Regions from separate parts of the Mus musculus genome. Here region 2 is linked to region 1. A link is a contact called in public promoter capture Hi-C data. All regions are on one chromosome and are shown on one strand. Each heading gives the region's core, a stretch centred on a gene start, on an enhancer-like site or on the middle of the called end of the contact. The rest is flanking DNA. Distances are from core to core; before and after follow the strand shown. Region 1 holds the start of Gjb6 (gap junction protein, beta 6). Region 2 holds the start of Cryl1 (crystallin, lambda 1).

Region 1 (5,481 bases), core at 991-3,490:
GGCACTAACTCAGCCACTTGGCACAGTGGGCATCAGCAGTGGGGGAGGGAGGGTGCAGTTCATTAGTTATGTGTCTTTGATGTGTGGAAAACAACTCTTCCCTCCCATGGCCGTTCTCTCAAAGTACTTAACCCCCAGTCAATCTGGTGCACAGAACCAGATGAACCCCAACAAGGGACGGTCTGCTAAATACAATCTGGGCCTGTTGCAGAGTACATAAATGTTTGCTTTTATTTCAAAGAACACACATTTTCTTGTCTTCCTGGCATGGAGAACTACGCCAGTGACAAACGCAGTCTGGTTCTGCGTTTCCAGACTGGACAGTGACAATGTGAGCATTGGGGCAGGGCTCTCTCCCTTCTATGCACCAGCTGCCAGGCAGGGGTAGTGAAGAGTCTCCTCCCCTCCTTTTGCAAAGGAACAAGAGGGCAGAAATGTTCTCACGAGCCTCTTGTGCTCACCTCCTCTTGTCTCGTATTTCGGAATCCACACTTCACACATCTCGTGCCGGTTAAATTTGGGGCCTTAGAACTCACAATGGCAAAGCAGAGGGAAGGCATTATTCAGGTTAGTTCTGGTTGCCAACCAAGTCTACAAGGGTCTGTCTCAGGGTGGTCTGATGCTTTGAGACGGTAGATTTGTCCCCTGAATGTTTTCATGTCTGACACACAAAGCCACCGGGTCCGCCCCTACTCTGGGCATCTTTGTAGCCTTCCCACATGATGTTTAACTGACTTCAGTTTCCAGATCAGTAAGCTCACCAAGTCTCCATTAATTGCTGCAATAAACCTGCCTGACAAGAAGAGAAGAACACTGACCACTAAAGGTGCCTAGAAGTATGTGAAAAGATCAAAGGCCTCTGCACTGGCACAGAGGATGTGAGCAAGAAGGACGTGATTTTCTGTGTCAAGTGTGCTCCTCTTTGGACACCTGTGTGATAAGGCAATCCTCCGGGCTCTTTCTTCTGACTTCTGTCCTGTGTGGTCCTGGGGCATCTTCCACCTGCTTGCCCTGGTACTGCTGTACAAGGAGCCAGAACCGGGGTAATATTTATTCTATAGGAAGAAGCAAGAGTTGTCCTTCGGGATTATCTGCTGTGCTGGTTCAGCTCTGTTAAGCAATGCACAGATCCTTGTGGATCCATGCCTACTATGTGCAAAGTGACCATTACTGTAGGAATGAAGAAAGCAAGAACTTAAAACTTAAAAATATATTGATGATCCCCAAAGAAGTTTACAATCTGCTCAGGGGGAAAATGACCACACGTGAGCCTGACTGGATCATGTGTGCTTTCAGGTGAGGTGGAGAAGGAACTAAGAACGTGTTGTAGTCAGACTGTGGGAGGCAGGGAGGGACACCAGGGTAGCCTACAGCGGCCTTGTTTTTGTCTCCATCCCTGGGTTCAAGGTCATTCTAGAGACCATCTGTATGCTCCAAATTTTCATGATTCGGGTCCAATTCCGAGAACTCTGGTTCAAGTATTTTATTAAGGTGGGTTTTTATAAAGCGTTGACTCAACCTCCATGACCTGGGAGAGACATTTTAGGAAGCACTATTACTCTCGTTTTGTGAGAGAACGTGAACCAACAGGTAGAATGTAGCTAAAGTGAGAATATGACCCAACAGGTAAGAACATACCTGCCAGCCAATTTTGTAAAATAACCAAGTTACACATGTTACAAGTCTTGTCTGAAGTAGCACAGGGCAGGCCCTGTAAAACTAGGTCCTTACATGGCTTCCAACATTTCCAGCCCAGGACCCCCTGTACCACCCTCTATGCTTGCCTTGACCTTACCCTGCCCTTGATGTGACAGCAGACACAGTGGGATCTCTCAAGATGGAAGTCCACTCCCCTTCCCTGGACAATGCAGGAAGGGATTCAGATGACTAATAAAAACAAACCTTTGAGACTCCTAAGTGGTCATTAAGGAATAAAGAACCTCCAGGCTGCTCTAGAGGAGAGGGTGCCCAAAGGGTCTAGAAAGGATGAAAACAAACCAGTTGTCTTCCTACCAGGATGACCAACAGGAGAGACTCACTACTAGCTGGGTCCACAAGCCTGTTCCCCGTACTCTGGATAGCCCTCACTTCATTAAGGGCCCTCCAGTGTCCAGCCCCAGCAAGGCCCCAGCGGGCAACTTTTCCCTGTCCTTGATGGGATCTGGCTGAGCTTGCCCATCGCGGTCCACGCTCCACCCACATCCACAAGAAGGGACAAGCCTTCTGTCCCCAACCCAAGGGAAGACCAGCCTACACCTGGAGTCTCTCCTAGGGGACACTCGCAGTGGTCCCTGGCTTCAGAAGAAGGATCCCAACGAGTGCCCTAATATAGTACCACTAAGACCTGGCCCTAACAGGGAAGGTCCCCTGCCCCTTGCTCCACAGAAGGGGACCCGCCCCGCTCCTCTGTCCCGGAGAGAGGGCGGTGCGCACCACAGAAGGCGCGTCGAGTGCCCGCGCTCCTCTCCCGCAGCCCTCCCGTGCGGCGTCAGGCAGAGGCGGGGTGGGGGCGCGGTTAAAAGAAGCCACAGGTGGAAACCGGGGCTCCACCCGCACTGTCCCCGATTCCATTCCCGCTGTGAACCGCCGGCGCCTGATCCAACCTACGCTCAGGGTAGGAGCTCTGAGTGCCGCTGCGAGCCTGGAGCCGGCTCCCACCGAGCAGGTAAGCGCGAGTGGGAGCATTTCCTCCGAGAAACCCGGGCAGGTAAAGGAAGTGGTCTGTTCCCTTTCTCGCCAGATTTGTGGGACGAGGGGGTGGCAAGTATCTCCAGGCGGCCCGGCGGTTACAGACAGTCTTGACCATGCGGGGGGTGGGGGGGGGGGAGGCGGGGGTTTGCCAGCATCCTTATCTGCCTCCCATCGGCATCCCGCCTTTGCGAGCCCACCGGGAACTGGAACCGCGGCAGGGTGGTTGTCACCCGCGCCGCCCCCTCCCTCGTGCCCTGCAGTAGGAACTGGGATGGACTAGTTTGACTTCTGCATGCACCATGCCCCTCTGACTTGCACGACAGGTTTTATAAACACACCAGGCTGTTTAAAGTGACTAGAGTCCGGATTAAGTCCCTTTTCTCATTTCCTTTGCTGGTTTGGGGCTGTCATCGATTTGGGGAGCGGGCAGAAAAGCACAGCAAGGAATGATGTTTATGGTCAGTCAAACCCTGCGACTTGGAGAGAAATGCCCATTCAGGCTGCATGATTAAGACTCTGGAACTTATGAAACGAAGATGACAGTATAGTGCACAATAGTAATTAAAAGTAATTGGTGACATGTCGAATTAAAAAGTTCAGACGCGGATAATACTTCCTGAATGAGCCTAGTTCCAGGTGTTAGCAGCCTGGGTTTTGCAAACTTGGGCTCCCTTCTATTCCTGGGGACCAGGCCTCCGGTCTCAGAGAATGTGGCCTTCATACAGCTATGGACACTGGAAAGTCCGTGGACCTGCAGCCGCGGTAAGGGACACCAACCAGGAGACTTTAGTCCGTTCGAGCCTGATTAAGTTTAACGCTGCAGTCTTGTTTTCTTTCAAGTAGATGCTATGTTTTCTTTGCCCCAGTTCTAACAGAATCCAAGCAGTGTTCTAGAAGAAAAACGTCCTGTCCTGATGCAGTTTCCTTAGAACTGCAGGATGCTGCTCAGAACGGCCCCTGTGGAGAGCTTTGTCAGCTCTTTGGATTCAGCAGAGTCTTTTGGGGGGGGGGGGGGTGCTGTCTGAACTCTGCCAAGAAAGGGGGGAGGTGATGGAAAAAGCCTGCTGTCACATAACTGGGGGTGCGAAGGGTTCCTGTTCACCTCACAGGGGGACTTGAGACCCACAAGACTGATCCACCAACCCAGGTCACACTGGTGGCTGTTATTGAAAGGTAAATTCCCATGGTGACTTTGTTCTCTATTTCTGTTTTCTCTCTTGGCGTGTGAGATACGGAGAAGAGTTGGGTAGGGTCTTTCAACGATTTTATCAATAGAAAGAAAGCTCAGACTTGTACATCCTCAGTCTGAAAATTCCAGAGTCTAGGTTTGTGTGCATTGGTTAGGTGGGATACAATCATGGGAAGATTGTTTGTAACTGAAGTTTCTTGGTCCCGGGGGCCATAATCTTACACTGTCCTAGGCAGGATTTTCAGGAGCTGTTGCTTGATCTGGGAGGGTGGAACTGGGCCCCAGGAGCCTCCCCTGCCTCTTTCAGAGTTATTTAATTGTAATTGAACCTAAAGGAAGTGTTTGGAGAGGAGAGAGCCTTGCTTGGAACAGGCAGCTGCTAAGAAGGGCCTAGGGAAGGGATGTTGAAATTAATTGTCGTTTGGAGCTCAGTGGAAGAAGAAACACAGTTTTGTGGCTTGCCCATTCTTCTATGTAAAGGCACAGCAAAGGTCTCGTTGGCGCCAGTGGATGTTGACAAGGTATATGAATCCTAAACCTGATGCCATCACTACTCACTGTTTTGAAATCATAGATCCTGATGGTTTGCGTCATTAAATTTCAAACTGGACTATCAGGTTGTCTCTTGGGTCACCTGAGATTTCTAGAGATTTCTTGATTAAAGGATGACTTTTTAGTTTTCAGATTTTTTTTTTTTTTTTTTTAAACTCTGGTATTGGGAAGGTGGCTGTACCCAGCTTTTCAAATTCTACCACTTTTTTCATACTTGGAAGTTGAGTTTGAGGTTCGAGATAGTGGATTATCATCACCACCACTGCTGTTGTGATTAACAGGGAAAGAAAGCTACCCTGGAGAGAGTCTTTCATGGGGCAGAGGAGTACAAAGCATGTGAAACTGACAACATCCAAATTTACCCTTTCATGCGTCTCGTGACACAAAGGTCGTCCAATGAATTTGCGCAGAACTTGACAACATTGGCAGCAATGATTTTCTTTTCATTCAACAGGTGACATTCCCACTGTGACCCTAAACAGAGCAGCAGTGCAGTGCCACCACCACTACCGCTGCTGATGTCCAGAGGAGTAGGAGGGAAAGACAGAAGTCCTTGCAGAGGGATTTTGCAGTGACTCTTGAGCTGGGCGCCCTGGAAGCCCTGGAGAACAAGACTCAGGTTTGGGTGTTTTGCTTGAGTCTGGTTTTCTTATCCCTTCAGCTCTACATCAGAGTGTGCTTTCCTCTTGGGTCTATTAAATCATCACCAGGTGATTTTTTTTTTCAAAGTGTACTGTAGATTGATCTAGAAAAAAAGAAAGCTCTTTCTGTGTGCTGGGGGCCTTCGTTTGGGTTCTCTCTTCCGTGGAGTTAAAATGACATGATTTAGCCAGCTGTAATTAAATTCCAAAGTAACGCGTTTCAGACCATCCTTGCCGAACAGGCAGGTGTAACACCGAAGGCAAGGCTTTCGATCCTCTTGCCCGCCCCTCTTCCTCCTGGCAGCTGCTGACAATGACAACTCACCTGCCCCGAGGTTTTTTCTTCAACTCTAATAAAATTGTCTTCAGCCTTCAAATACCAAAAGTTTCAAAAGCCGGTTATTATGT
Region 2 (5,481 bases), core at 1,720-4,219, 260 kb before region 1:
TATCGTCCTTCACAAATCCCTGGCCTGCCACCTCCTATGATCTTTCCTTGTTCTCTGGCCCCTAGAGACACTTGCTCCTACTTCAGCACATAAATATAAAAATTCAAAGCTGAGATCCACATCCAAGAGAGAACATAGAATGTTTGTCTTTCTGGGCCTGGGTTGTCTCACTTAGTGTATACATTATTGATCACTACTAGGAAGCTGGTTGAGCCCCCTCCCTTTGGGTTGTATGGCAGCATCATTGTGCAGGAATATCTCATTAAATCACTGGCTATTGATGGGTAAGTCGATCTTGAACCACCCTGCACCCTCACGAAGAACCTGATAGTGAGGTTAGAAGTTCCTATTCTCTAGCTTTAAGATTCATTCCCCTGACAGTGGTCCCTACCCTGAGGAGGCCTTCCCAAGTCACTCACTAACTAAACTCAGGTGTGGACAAAAAGGCCGTGCTCTGAATAGTGTGAGGTGTTCCTTTCACCCAGAGTTCCCAAGCTCAGGTTATAGTGAGGCTTTTAGGAGCTCGGCAGCAGCTCCCCTGAGTTGTCAGTTTTCTCTTGCCATAACACACATTGGAAGCTAGGCTTTCTACGGAGGATGTATGTTACCTCACAGTACGGGAAGCTACCAGTCCAAGATCAGTGACCTCCATTTTGGCCACTGCTGGGTGTTCCTTGGCTGCACAACACAATGAAGAAGGAATTAAAAATAGCTGCATGGAGATGCATGTGGTAGGTTAGCCTTATTTATACTAATTCGCTTGGTGACAACTAACTAGGGTCGCCCAGCACTACATTAAGTTGGGGAATATGTACCCAATGACCTAATCGGGTCTCTCCATCTCCCCTGGGACCCTTCCCCCTGCTTCTTTCCCTCTTGTCTCCAGCTCAGTATTTGACTATGAATGATCTTGAGTTGGTACTTTTGATCCTGAGCTGTGGCAGATGCTCTCCCAAATGACTTACTGTGACCTTGAAATGATCCATAAGAGGTAGCTACTGGCAACCATGCTAATCAAACCTATTATAAGTACACGAGCCCTTTATTAATTGCTAGACCAACGTGGGCTCATGACTCCAAAATGTCTCTTGATGTTCAAGCTCAGGGGCATGGTGTTTTTAAAAACAAAAACCACAATTGCACTAGTGCTAGAGGTAGGGTTCACATTAGTGAGGAATTTGGGGTGTCCTAGTAACATCTAAGTTTTCTTGTAAAACTCAGCAGTATTTTTTAGACACTACTTCTTTTTTATTTATACACCCTCTTAGTTGGTTTAGCTTTAGCTTGTGCAAACATTAATTATTTTGGTTAATATGCCTGGACCATGGTCAGGATCATGCACTGAAAATAAGCATTGCCAAGGCAGATACGGCTTTTGCAGGATTGAAGATGGAGGAGTGTCTAGGCAGACACAAAATAGGATAAGGTGGCATTCATAACCTTAGTCATTTGACCTTCTTCTTCAGAAAGGAAGAGACAGTTTAAAGCTGCCTTAGGTTTGTAAGAAAATATGTCTTAGTTAGAGTTTCTATTACTTCAACAAAACACCATGACCAAAAAGCAAGTTGGGGAGGAAAAGGTTTAGTCTTGCAGTTTGTCACCGAAGGAAGTCAGGTCAGGGACTCAAGCAGGGCAGGAACCCGAAGGCAGGAACTGATGCAGGGGCTATATAGGGAGCTGCCTACTGGCCATCCACAATGGGCCCTCCCCTCTTGATCACTAGTTGAGAAAATGCCTTAAGCTGGATCTCATGGAGGCATCTCCTCAACTGAGCAGCCTTCCTCTCTGATGACTCCAGCTTGTGTCAAGATGACACAAAACCAGTCAGTACACTCTCCCTTGCAGAGAGGGACTGGCCATCAGTGTAATTTGGCCGATCTGATGGGTAAAAGGTGTTTTCCTCGTGCCACTTTTCATCTCATTTAAACGGGGCTCGGCATCTTCAAATGTTTATTGATAATTTGTGGAACTGTTTAAAAACCTGACTGCCTCAGAGGTTTCTCTTTCCGAATCCCTGACAAGGTGGTGGGAATAAGGCAAGTGTCTACTCTCCTGAATCTGTCAGTGTGAGTGTGTTCTGATTTCAGCTTTTCCCAAACTGCTGGCCTCAAAGTGTTTCCACTTCCGATTGTGGGCACAAAACTTGTGTCATGCAGTGTAATGCCTCTCGTTCTCTGGTCTCAGACCCAAGTGTAATCAGGGCACTAGCCTTTTTTTTTTTTTTTTTTTTTTTTGCAACAGGGTCTTGCTGTCTCTGAATGTAGCCTGGCTGGAACTCCCGGTTCAGCCTCCCAGGTTTTGCGAGAGCAGGTGCATTCCATCACGCCCTGCTTGGTTTTTCTTTTTCTTTTCCTAACACATTTGGCACTGCACGCCTCTGGAAGGAGGAAGTAAGGCACACAGAAGCTGTGGTACGCTACAAGGAATTCAAATTCGTCCTTCCGTTTCTCAGAGTAACATATCCGGAGTTTCCATTTGTAGCTTGTCCCTTAAGTATCCGGGCCTCCGTTCACATCAGTGAAGCCAGGCTGCAGGTATCTCACCAGACCTGGATTTCCAGTGTAGAGTAGAATGTAAACAGTGGAACAAAAGTCCTTAAAGTGACAAACTGGTGCTAACGTCTTTAAAGCAACATTTTCTTGAAAGTGTCTCTGGGGTGAACCTTTGCGCCAACCTGGCAGTATCCGCTCATGGTTTAATGGTTTCCTGTTAGAAACTTAAAAATAAAAATTGCTCAGCTCAGAAGTGTCTGGTCTTCCCTGTTTGCATCCACCGTCCCACGCTCCCCGGTGCTAGAGCCCAGTGGCCTTCCTGAAGTCTCTCCCCGAGGGCTCCGCCTCTCCTGCGCCTTGGCCCCTCCCCGGAGCTTGTCAGCCAATGGGATAGTCCTCATGAGGTTTGGGCACGCCCACCCAGGCGCCCAGCCTTATTCTGGCGCGCGACCCGCTCTGCTTTGCTCGCTCCCTCCGCTAACGCAGCTGTACAGCCAGGCCCGGATCTGCCATGGCGTCCCCAGCAGCGGGCGGGGTGGTGATCGTAGGCAGGTAAAGGTCTCAGTGGCGCCGTGCTGCAATGGCTGGCGCCCTGGCAGCGTCCCGAACGCGGGACCTCCCGCGGGCGGCCGTGGGTGCCTCGGGTGGGCATCAGGCTGTACCTCGCTCCTCCAGGCGCTTCGCACTTGGGCTCCGAAGCTAGTCTGGCAGTAGACTAGGTGGTGGCCGTGGCTTAGCCAAGCAGTAAGGAGAGCCTTAAATCGGTGCGGGGTCACTTTTGTCAGCGCAGGCCAGAGGTGCCTGGCATCATTGAATACTAGCAATGAACCTGCGAAAACTGTGTTCTTATGCTTTTGAGACGGAGGTCTTGTGTAGCTCATCCTGGCCTCAAAATTTCTAGGTTAGCTGAGGCTATCCTTGAACTCTTGATCCTCCTGCCAAATACCCCAGCGTGAAAGCAGCTTATTCTTATTAAGAACGCAGACAAGAGTTTTACCAAGATGATAGTAACTAACGGATAACTATTGGCCTGGGTTGGCAAGGAGGCTGGTTCGCATGCACCACTGGGCTAGGCTAAATCTCTCGAGGCAGAAACCTTGTCAGTCAAGGCACCCTGCTTTCCTGTGTGTATGTGTCCCAAGGCAGGAGGCTGAGTCACTTTAACAGCCCAAGTTCATCTGACACACCAATTTCTGTTCTCATGATTCCCCTTTCTCCTTATTGCTTCTTTTTTTAAAAAATAAGAACGCTTAGAATATCTTTCATTGCCTAGCTGTCTGAAAGTCTATCAACGTGTAGCAACACATAATAACTAGTATTGGTTGGTAGCTATTAAAGGAGTGGCTTCATGTCCCTGCTTATAGTTTTGGCTACTTGTTGTTCTGCCTGCAGACCAGTCCCAAGTTCAGGCTTTTTCCTTGAGAGTTCTTTGGAGGGAGGTGTCAGAATGCTGTTGCTATTTTCTCTCTTACAGAACTGCAGAATTAGCTGTACCTTTGTCCTTTCCCGTGGTTGCCTGTGGTTGAATGGTCAAGAAATATCAAAAGTGTGCACTTTGCTCCTGTGGTGAACTGTGCTGCCTCGCCTTCTGTGAGAGCCACTGGTGTCACGGGCTAGGTTTTTGCAGGTCTCCGTTGGGAAGTAGATCTCTGCCTGCACCTGACAGGTGTCATGTGGGATTTTGACTGGATTTTGCATTCGTCTGGCTGTGGGTGGTTCATAGACTCCCAAGGAGAGACTCAACAGTCAGTTATTTCTGAGCTCATGGACAGGGAACTAGAAGGGGGCCGGGACATCTTAAGGAGCACAAGATGACCTGAGCTATTGTTTTCTAATGTGGAAATTCTGTCTTCTGCTTACTCCCTCATCCTTCCCCGTCCTTCTTTCTCATTTGCTTATCCAGCTGTCAGTCAATCATCTATCTATCTATATTATATCTACTACCTATCTTCTACCATCTTATCTCATCTCTATCAACTTTATTTCTGTCCTATCACTGACCGTCTCTATCTTTCAGGGCCCCATGGGTGACTCATGGGAATATCCGTTTTAACTGATGGCGCCCAGAATGTAAATCAATGCCTTAATACCTGGATGAAGAGCTTGGCCGGGCTGCTCCCTTGCGCACCTGCACGCCTGTAATCCTAGGAAGGTGGAGATGGGAGGATCTCAAGTTCCAGGCCAACCTGGGCAAGAATCTCAAACAAAACCAAAAACAACATAGAAATAGACCTGGCAGCGATTCACTGCTTTCTTTTGAAAGAAGTTAGACAAGTTTTTAAAAATATATTTATTTGTGTGTGTGTGTGTGTGTGTGTGTGTGTAGGTATATGTAGTATGAGTAGAGATCAAAAAACAACCTTGTGGAGTTGGTTTTCTCCATACCCTTATGTGGGGCCTGGGGATCAAACTCAGATTAGGTCCCTAGGTTTTCATGGCAAACACCTTTACACCCCAGGCCTCTCCCTGGGCTGTTCTTCCTCTTCTATCCCTCTATCTTGTTCCCTCTCACTCCTTCCCTCTCTCCCTTTCTTCCCCTTCTTCTTGAAGTGTGAGGATTAAACTCAGGGCCCTGCAAGTGTGGGTAAGTTTCTTATTGACCTATACCCTAGGTCATTTTTACCCCATCTGATATAGGACCTTACTATGTAGCCTAGGCTGGCCTGGTTCTCCTGTTTCAGCCCTCTAAAAGTGCCAGAACTATAAAAATGTGTCAGGTTACTGGCTCACTGTAAGTGTGTGTGTGTGTGTGTGTGTGTGTGTGTGTGTGTGTGTGTGTGGCAGGGTTCATGTAGCCAAAGCTGAACTCTGATGCAAGATATTTAATCTTATTGTGAACGCCAAGATTGTGTTATTTACTGAAAAAAAGCTGTTTCTAGTTGTGGTGTAGCTCAGCCTTAGCCCACACCTCTTATCCCTCGGGCTGGAATACAGACAGACCTTTACTACACACCTTTAAACCCAAACAATGAAAGTAAAGTAGTTTGTA

What was found. Promoter capture Hi-C pulls out the DNA fragments that hold promoters and counts their contacts.
Region 2: a promoter capture Hi-C map of embryonic stem cells shows a contact between it and region 1, with 13 read pairs. The contact joins the promoter of Cryl1 here to the promoter of Gjb6 in region 1. A contact is called at or near these places in 7 of 39 promoter capture datasets (3T3-L1-derived adipocytes, cranial neural crest, embryonic stem cells and 2 more), 3 of 115 datasets of contacts at active chromatin or transcription factors (embryonic basal ganglia, embryonic stem cells and stem cell-derived neural progenitor cells) and 2 of 9 other capture datasets (embryonic stem cells and pancreatic islet).

The regions. Positions count from the first base shown.
Region 1 is chr14:57,130,370-57,135,850 of GRCm38.p6, reverse strand. Gjb6 (gap junction protein, beta 6) reads left to right here and starts at 2,240. Exons shown (of 3, transcript NM_001010937.2): 1 at 2,240-2,665; 2 at 4,887-5,051.
Region 2 is chr14:57,395,971-57,401,451 of GRCm38.p6, reverse strand. It overlaps Cryl1 (crystallin, lambda 1), which reads left to right and starts at 2,969. Exons shown (of 8, transcript NM_030004.3): 1 at 2,969-3,044. The coding sequence starts at 3,004.